Linked DNA regions of Cricetulus griseus: region 2 is linked to region 1. Evidence: chromatin contacts called from public Micro-C data. All regions are on one chromosome and are shown on one strand. The core of a region is the stretch at or near the end of the contact, and the rest is flanking DNA. Distances in the headings are between cores, read along the strand shown. Region 1 holds the start of Wdr61 (WD repeat-containing protein 61). Region 2 has its middle 35 kb from the start of Ube2q2.

Evidence for each region. Hi-C and Micro-C count contacts between places; a contact is called where the count stands out from the background.
Region 2: a contact with region 1 is called in a Micro-C map of the CHO-K1 cell line, with 5 times the contacts expected there. The contact joins the enhancer-like site here to the promoter of Wdr61 in region 1. A contact is called at or near these places in 3 of 8 Hi-C or Micro-C datasets (the CHL-YN cell line and the CHO-K1 cell line).

Annotation. Positions count from the first base shown.
Region 1 is chr4:166,352,703-166,357,067 of CriGri-PICRH-1.0, forward strand. Wdr61 (WD repeat-containing protein 61) reads right to left here and starts at 2,352. Exons shown (of 11, transcript XM_027415057.2): 1 at 2,254-2,352.
Region 2 is chr4:166,718,238-166,722,602 of CriGri-PICRH-1.0, forward strand. No RefSeq gene overlaps it. Among named protein-coding and RNA genes, the nearest start is that of Ube2q2, 35 kb to the right of the region's middle. Within about 2 kb of position 2,409, at least 1 of the 6 cell types and tissues checked has open chromatin away from gene starts, as enhancers often do. A contact at or near this core is called in the CHO-K1 cell line, where this site is marked.

The DNA.
Region 1 (4,365 bases), core at 1,102-3,601:
CAATTTGTGGAAATCAGTTCTTTCCTGGGTAATGAGCTTGGGTGTCAGGCTTGGCAATAGTGCATTTACTGAGCCACCTGCCCAAGGTCTTATATTATTTTGTGCACTACTGCTAGCAGACTTGTAAAACCTATAAACCCTCTCTCTGATTGTTTTCAAATACATAAAATACACAACATTAGAAAGGAAACCTAGTATGTTGTCACTCTCTGTGGCAGCTATGTTCTATAGTCACTACAAATGGGCAGTAACAAACCATTCCTCTGGAGACCAGAAGCAGATCACCGAAAGCCTCTGGGCACATTTCTGTCAACTGCTCAATATGTAGCTATGTTTTATGTGTGATTCTGTTTGAATGACTATGTGTTACTAATTCACTAATGTTGAACTCAGACTAAATGAAGACTAATGTATTTATTTTCTCTCTTAAGACTCATCAGAGCTTTCCTGCACTGGATAAGAGCATGGGATAACATTCCCACAATATGCCAGAGGGTTACAGGATCTCTAATCATCAAACACACACAGAAATGAGAAGGCATGGCTCCAAAGCCCACTTTCTTTAGAGCAGAAACAGGGCAGAGTGCAGACTTAAAATTGGGCATCAAGTGACTCCAAAGATTCAACACCCTGCACATGTCTTTTAAAGATTACAAATAAATATTATTGAGTAAGCAAATTCACAGGATCCAGGCATAGTCTATATGTGGAAAATAATTTTCTCAAAACACACATGGCTCTTTATCAACACATTATATAATAAGAACTGGCAGAGTCTAAGAGATACTATGATGTCAGAATATATATGGTATATATGGTATATCCTGCCAGATATACCATAATCCTGGTACATTAGAGGCACTAATCCTGGCTTTGTGGCAAGACCCTGTTTCAAAACAAACAACAACAAAATCCCATCACAGAATCCTGACATGGAAATGTCATGATCTTTAAAGCATTAACAAAGTCATATTTAATGTTGTATGTTCATTGTGTGCACTCATAATGGGATTATATGCTAAATTTCAATGAGAGGTTAAGAAAGACAAGGGTACAAAGTGTCTCTAATCCAAGTTCACCACTCCCTCAGTTCCATTCTCAGACAGCTGAACAGGCCACACACCTCAGGCATCCAGGCTCAAACTGGCAAACCAAAAAGGCCACCAAAGGTTTTTCAGGAACAGGAAATCAAACAGATACATGATTTTTAAACAGCTGTAAGAGATCTTAATCAGGTGGGCTAATTTGTGACTCAAGAAGAGGGCTTTGCCCAGACTAGAAAAAAAGGTCATTTTGGCTGAACAAGTGCCATGAAAACTCTGACTGAGCATCAGCCCTTAGTGAGGCAGCCTCCTCTCTGCCAATCCGGACCTCATATTTGACAACAGAGGAAAAGCAACACTTTTAAAAGTAGGAAGATTTACAGGGAACCAACTTTTAAAAAATTACCCTCAAAACAGGGTGTGCAATTCTATCAGGCTGAGCCACTGAGAACGTACTGCACTAGGCCATATTTTAAATACTACTCGAACTAGCTCACTGAACCTTCGTTAACTCTGCTCAGTAGGCATTCTAAACAGTTTCATTCTCCTGGCAAGATAAGAGAGGCTTAGAGCGGTTGAGGGAAGCGTCCCTAAGAAGGACAATACAAGCTATAGCTCATGCTAAGCCACATCTCATGACAGGCAATTTCAGAACTAAGAGACACCTAGAAGCCTCCTCTTATACCACCTTCTCTCTTTAGAAAAAAATTCCCAGTTAGAATTCAATGCTCATTCCTCAGTGTTCCCAGGGACTAACCTCTGTCTCTATGGAAGTTCCTCAGGCACGTTAGTAACGCACAATACCATACGGCACTTGAAAGGAACTCAGTCTCTATTTCTAAGTGTGCCTTGACGTGAAGCTTGCTACCTAATGGCGTGGCTAAATACTGGAGAACTTGTGTTAAGACAGTCCTCTATCTAGAAGAAAACTACCTCCCCCTCAAAGGAGCCGGGCCTCATTTCCGGGATGCACAACACATTATCTGGATGCAAAAGAAGTCCGCCTAAGGGCCTTCTGTCTGCCCGCGGGACTCGTGCCTCGCGGGTTAGCCGGTGTAAGCAATCACGGAGTCACCCCTGGGCCCCTGGAGCCTCCGTGAACAAACCTGCTGTCGCGGCCTCCAAGCCTCCCTTGTTCACCCGTCTCCCCGTCCCGGCAGGGAGCAGTACCAACGACCACCATACCCAACTGCCCAGCACACCAACTCACCACTGCACAGCCCGCCGCACAGCTCTCTGACGTCAGAGGGACGCGACCGTGGCGCTCACGGATGAGCTTAAGGGGCGGGGCCTCTCTTCTTAACCCGGGCCCTGCAGGCACAGCGCCTCCTGTCGCCTTTGCGCAACGGAGATGGGGAGGGGGGCGGTGCAAAAAGTGGGCGAGGAGAGGAGAAACCACGCCCCGTCCGCGTACCGTGGGTACTGCAAATCTGCTTCAGAAAGTTTCTCTGATGACCTCATGGGTTATTTTTTTCTTTTCTTTTTCTGCTATTTCTTTTTTCTTCCTCCTCCTCTTTTTTTTTTTTTTTTTTTGGTTTTTCGAGACAGGGTTTCTCTGTGTAGCTTTGGAGCCTATCCTGGCACTCGCTCTGGAGATCAGGCTGGCCTCGAACTCACAGAGATCCGCCTGCCTCTGCCTCCGAGTGCTGGGATTAAAAGCGTGTGCCACCAATGCCCGGCTTCTTCTTCCTTTTCTACCTCCTCTTCCCCCCCCCCCTTTTCCCTTCCCGCTCCCCTCCCTTCCTCCTCTTTCTTCTCAAGACCAGATCTTGCTATGCAGCCTCAAACTGGCCTTAAACCGCTGTCAGTTCTGCCTCAGCCTCCCAAGTACTGAGATTACAGGTCATCACCCGGCTGTGTTGGTTCTTAAGCTCAATTTAAGACCTACGAGTGAGTCCAGTGTTAATTTAGTGGGTTGTGAGCAACAACGCTAAGCAATGAAATGCAGAGGAGTACTTGACATACTGAATTTCTACAGTCCTGTTTTTCTATGAGTAGAGGGTGTCCATAAATTGCAAGTTCTTCAGGTAGGCTAGCAGAAACTGGTTCTATGTGAGATGGCTCAGAGACAGCAGTACTAACTCTACCTTCATTGTAATTCCATCTGTATGCTAAGTGACATCCTAGCTCCATGGCGGTTGGCAATTGCATGCTGTGGACTGAAAAGAACCATATAAAGAGCAAGAAGAGCCAGGACCCAAATTCCCGGAGACATTTTCTGTCCAATCCCAGAAAAATATGTGAGTGTTCCTCAAGTATTATTAGCCTATGCCTCCCCTTTTTACCAGGTATGGAGAGCCTCTAAGCCCTCAACAGCTGGAGAAGTTAGGGTTTATCTTCCAATACCTCTATTTTTGGCCAGAATCAGTCCCTTTTGGTGTTCAATTGATACCTGAGGTTTGTTGGTTCCACAATTTCAAGAGGGAAAATGGACCCAGTGTTAGATACAGTGATAGCAATTTCAAAAAACTGTTAGATAACTAGTTTACTTTACTAAGCAACTAGATAAATTTGCCCAACATAATTACAAATCTCCCAGGCCCATTCCTTGGCCCTCAGGAAGGATCTGAGGGGTCACCCTTGTGTTACAGGCTTAGAAAAATTTAGTCCAGGGCTAGGGGATGTAACTCAGTGGTAGAGTACTTGCTTAGCATATGCAAAGCCCTGAATTTGTACACCAGTGCTATGCAAAAAGAGAAACAAAGCAACTAAAATCCCCCATAAAAACCCCAAGCTGAAAACAAAACAAACCAAAACAAAAACAGAACACTTGTGTCAAGGTGAGCAGACTAGATTGTCAAAATTCTAACCTTTTTGAATGTATGTGAATTTTTTTTTTTTTTTTTTTTTTGAGACCGGGTCTTACTCCATAGCGCTGACTGAGCTTGCTTATGTAGGCCATGTTGTTTTCAGACTCATGGAGATCTGCTTGCCTTTGCCTCCAGAATCACTGAGATTGAAGACATCTTGCTCTTTTCTTTAAATGTGTTTGTTTATTACATTCATTGTGTATTTTTTCATATGCAACACAGTGAGCATGGGAAGGTCAAAGGACAACTTTCTGGAGTTGGTTCTCTGCTCCATCTTGCTGGCCCTAAGGGATTAAATTCAGATGGTCAGGTACATGTATGTGGATGAGGTCAGAGGGCAACTTACAGGAGTTTGTTCATTCCTTCTTCCCATCATGTGGGTCCTGGGGATCAAATTTAGGCTATCAGCCACGGTAGCAAGCACCTTTATCCTCTAAGTGAGCGGTCCTCAACTGGTCAAATATCAGATATTTACATTACGATTCACAACAGTGGCAAAATTACAGTTATAA
Region 2 (4,365 bases), core at 1,159-3,658, 370 kb after region 1:
TGTTACCAAATAGGGGGTTCCCCCTTGGGGCTCTCAGCCTATTTGATAAGAGCATTTAGACATGGAATCAGAAGCTTTCTGGTATTTTTTATTAGAATTTGAGAGAAAACACCAGGATAGCTAGCTAGAAATCCTGCCTGCTGCCAGCAGGAGGGAGATGGAGATGAGGGAGAGATGGAGCTACTTAAGGTATGGCCCAAGAGAACAAACAGGTTCCGTGATGGAGGTCAGCAAGCAGCTGAAAGCTAGTTGAGCAGCCACATGGCAGGAGGGTGGGGAGCTTCGGAGAAGTCCAGGGTCAGGGAGAGTCAACTTAGGATTTTGGCCAGTATACAATGGAGAAAGGGAAAAGTTATGATTTTCTGAGAACTCAGTGCTGTGTGATAGATGCTCGGCAGGCAACCACACTGGTGGCAGGTGTGTGTGTGTGTGTGTGTGTGTGTGTGTGTGTGTGTGTGTATGTGTGTGTGTGTGTGTGTGTGTGTGTATTCCATGTGTGCCTGCTGCCTTTAGAGACTAGCAGAAACTATTGGATCCTAGTGTTCTGGGGAGGATGAGTGCATGAGCTCACTGAGGAGATAATTAGTCCTCTAATGCTCTTAAGATGTTTTTAGGTGAATTAGCTTCCCTTTGGGGGAGGGGGTGCTCTTGGCCAGATGATTGACAGGGCCAGGTGAATTAACTCTTAAAGGGAGAGAGTAGTGTGCAATGTATGAGTAACTTAAAATGCCCGGTCTCCATATCCAGGGCCGGGGCAGAGTTTAGGCTCTATTCTGTTTTGGTTTGGTTTTGTTTTCTTTTCTTTTTTTGATTTTTGATTTTTTTGAGGCAGGGTTTTTCCTATGTAGCCCTAGGTTCTGTGTAGCCCTGGCAACCTCTGCATACAGCTTCCCTTTCTAGAATTAAAAGGAAAACACAAGGTGGGGCCTATCAATGGCTTCCAAGGCTGAAGATACCTGTAACATCCCTCCCTCAAGAGCTGAGACCCCAAATCAATCAGGAATCAGACCAATGACCAGAGCCCTTCTGGTATTTCTGGCCTCTATTCAGGACTAGCTGTTCCTGGCTTCCAGCCAAGGACCTGACTTAGACCTCTAACCCTAAACTGCCTACCCTTTCCTATTCTTACGAATGTAATCATCTACTAATGTCATTGTCTCCCAATGTCATCACATAGAGATTAAGTTTCAACATGAATTTCAGGAAATACAAACACTGGGGTAACAGAAGAGACATTTTACTGAAAAGGAAAGGCAATGGGTAAGTTCATTCTTGGACTACTTAGCACTATTCAATTTCAAACAAACACCCACACCAAAGGGGGGAAGAAAGAAAAAAATCTTGTCTCTGAATATGACCTCTCCTTGGATTTTATATATTTACAGCCCTATTTCTCACTTGTCATGTGCTAGTGACCCCGAGGTCCTTCTTAGAAGAGAAGGGTTTCAGTGATTTCTGAAGCTTCTCATAACTCTGTTGTTGAGATAAACCCACAATCTCTAGCTTAGATTTATGTTAGGACAGAAACCCCAGGCCATTTGTAGCAATGTATGAATGCCAGAGAGACCATTAACTAGCACAATGCAGCTATAAAAACAAGTTCTAGGACAGGACTTTCAACAAAAGACTCCTTCAGACAAATCCCTTGCTTGGATAGCAACAAAACATCTAAAATTGGACTTGAGGAAAGTTTGAACCCGTTCTGCTGTGGATGGATGTTTGTGGGCTATTAACTGAAGAGGGTTCAGAAACAAGGGATAAATTGCATGCTAATTCGGGGTTGAATGGACTAATGGGATGGGACTTGTCTATTTGCAATTCGATAAACCAGTATACTTAAATTCGGAGATAAAGGAGGCCACTCAGAACAAAATTAGAGGAATAAATTTAGTAAGGAGAACCAGAAGAGGCAGAAATTGAGGTAAAGGTCACCACGGAGAGGCGGTGTTCTGACTAGAAACTACTTGAAGTCCTGGGAGCCCGTGATTAGACACCAGAAGCTGCAGGGGTGATGCCCACCATACGATATCATCTTCGAAGACAGGGGGACGCCTAGGACAGAACGGTTAGATGTTTGTAATGGGGAAACTAAACGAAAGGAAAGGTGGAAACAGAAGAAAAGGTGACCAGAGGGTCGGTGAACATGCATTCCGGTTCGTCAGGGACAAGTAAGTTTACACCTCTTGTCCTCTAATTCTTTAGTGCCCCTTTCCACTCTCGGAAATGCGTAGATTTGGGTGCTAACCACATCAACGTCCTCCACAGATGAAACTGGCCAAAGGACCCAGCTTTTTGAATGGGTAGACTGAGACTGACAGTCCGCTTTGTGCAACCAGGAATTCACCCAGCCTAGGGGTGAACAGTTACACCGGCCTGGTCTAGGTCCCGCCCCTGCCCGCCTCACTCGCCCTAGTCCGGCTCTGCTCCTCCCCCCCCCCCCCCCCCACACACACTGTCCTTCCCTGAGAGGGCTGGAATGGGGAGGTCACCTTCCGTGTTGTTCTGGTGCCACCTGCAGGACATGTTGGGGAATTGCCTCCCCCGCCACAAGCCGTGGTTTTGGCTAGGCTAACACTCAATCTGTCATACTCAGGCTGTAGAACCTGAAGTGAAGCCCAGATTAAGGAATCCGGAGGACCCAGCTGAAGTCAACCAAGCCAAGTCTTTTTGCTCACTCTTGTTATATGTAATTTTAGAGAAGGGAAAAGAAAGTCTATTTAATGCACAGGATAGTGACAACCCTGCTGTAGCCTGCAAGCTGAGCAGAGTTAGCAGGATCAGGGTGAGCTACAAAGTACTCTTCTCTGCTGAAATTTGAACTCGGGACCTTTTATGAAGCAGGCCCTAATTTCAAATATTTCAGCAATATTTAAAAATTGTAAAAACACAAAAGCCCCATGCGGGGGGGGGGGGGGGAGAAATCTATTATTGACCAACCACATAAGGCTGAGTTGTGAATGAAGACAATATCTTTCCTTTGGCCTGGGATTATTAATATGGAAAATCTCCTAGGACGTAAACTGACCCTGACTGTGACTGTTTGATAAAATTTGTCAAAACAGATCTCAGGGTCCTCAAAGGCCTTGGGTGGTGCAGACAAGAGACTGCTGTGCTGGCAATTTCTCAGGTGTTCTTCACAGAATGACTGGGTCTGTGAAGTTTCTTTCTATCCATAGGAGGTTTCCTTACCTACATTTATCCTGCCTGTAAATGTGCTTTTGGATTTATGACTCCTTCTTCTAACTGAGGGTCCTCTCTCTGGAGGGACTGTACCCAGCCTCTTGCCAAAGATACCCTTTTGCCAAGCAGGCTCTGGGGTGCCACTGGATAATGACAAGCTCATCCGAGGATTGTTTCCCTTCACCAAACACCAACAGGAAGTATAATTCAAATAATACTCAGAAGTTGGGCTGGGTATGTGGATTAGTGGGTAAAAGCACCCATGCAAGCATGAGGTCCTAAGTTCAGATCCCAACAACCTCAGGGAGAAAAGCCAGGCACGGTCACACTTGCCACACTAGCACTGGTGTGGGCAGAGTTAAGAACTCACTGGGGTCTCAGGGAAGAATGCAAAGCATGGTAGAGCAGGAAACCCCATGTCAGCCTTTGGCCTCTATATACACACACAAATCATGCCCAGAGGGAGCTGACGGTTCTGTCTTAACTGGCCAAAACTTCGGTTATCACACACTGCCATACAGTCCAGTAGACAGAGCAAGTTGCACACATAGGGCACCAGTTAATGCATGGCCCCCCTTGCCTGTGTGCAAAAGCACAAAGGCATTTGAAGAAAATCTAGAAATAAGCAATTTTACTTTTGATTACCCTGTAGGTTTTTGCATCATTTTGTTAAAGTTCACCTAATTTATGTAGCCTTTTTTTCTTTTAATTTTTTGTCACATTTTTTATTTATTTTGAGTGAGCAGGAGAATGTGCATGACATGGCAATCATGTGGAGGCCGGTCGACAATGGGCAGGAGTCAGTTCTCTCCTTCCACCACGCAGGTCCTGAGGATTAAACTCAGGTCCCTGGCAGAGGGCACCTTTATCCGCTGAGTCATCTTACTGGTCCCATGTTTTATTTTTAGTTTGACCTTAGTTAGGATACAAACTCAGATGAAGCTACAATTCGGTGCAGTATTGCTCTATACTGTCATGGACAACTTTTGCTTTTTAAAATTTGTGTATTTTTGTTACATATAGTGTTCTGCCTACATATATGTCTGCATGCCAGAAGAGGGCACCAGACCTCTTGTTGTGAGCTACCATGTGGTTTCTGGGAATTGAACTCAGGACCTCTGAGCAGCTAGTGCTCTTAACCCCTGAGCCATCTCTCCAGATACTTTTCTAAGTGGTCTCCAGTAA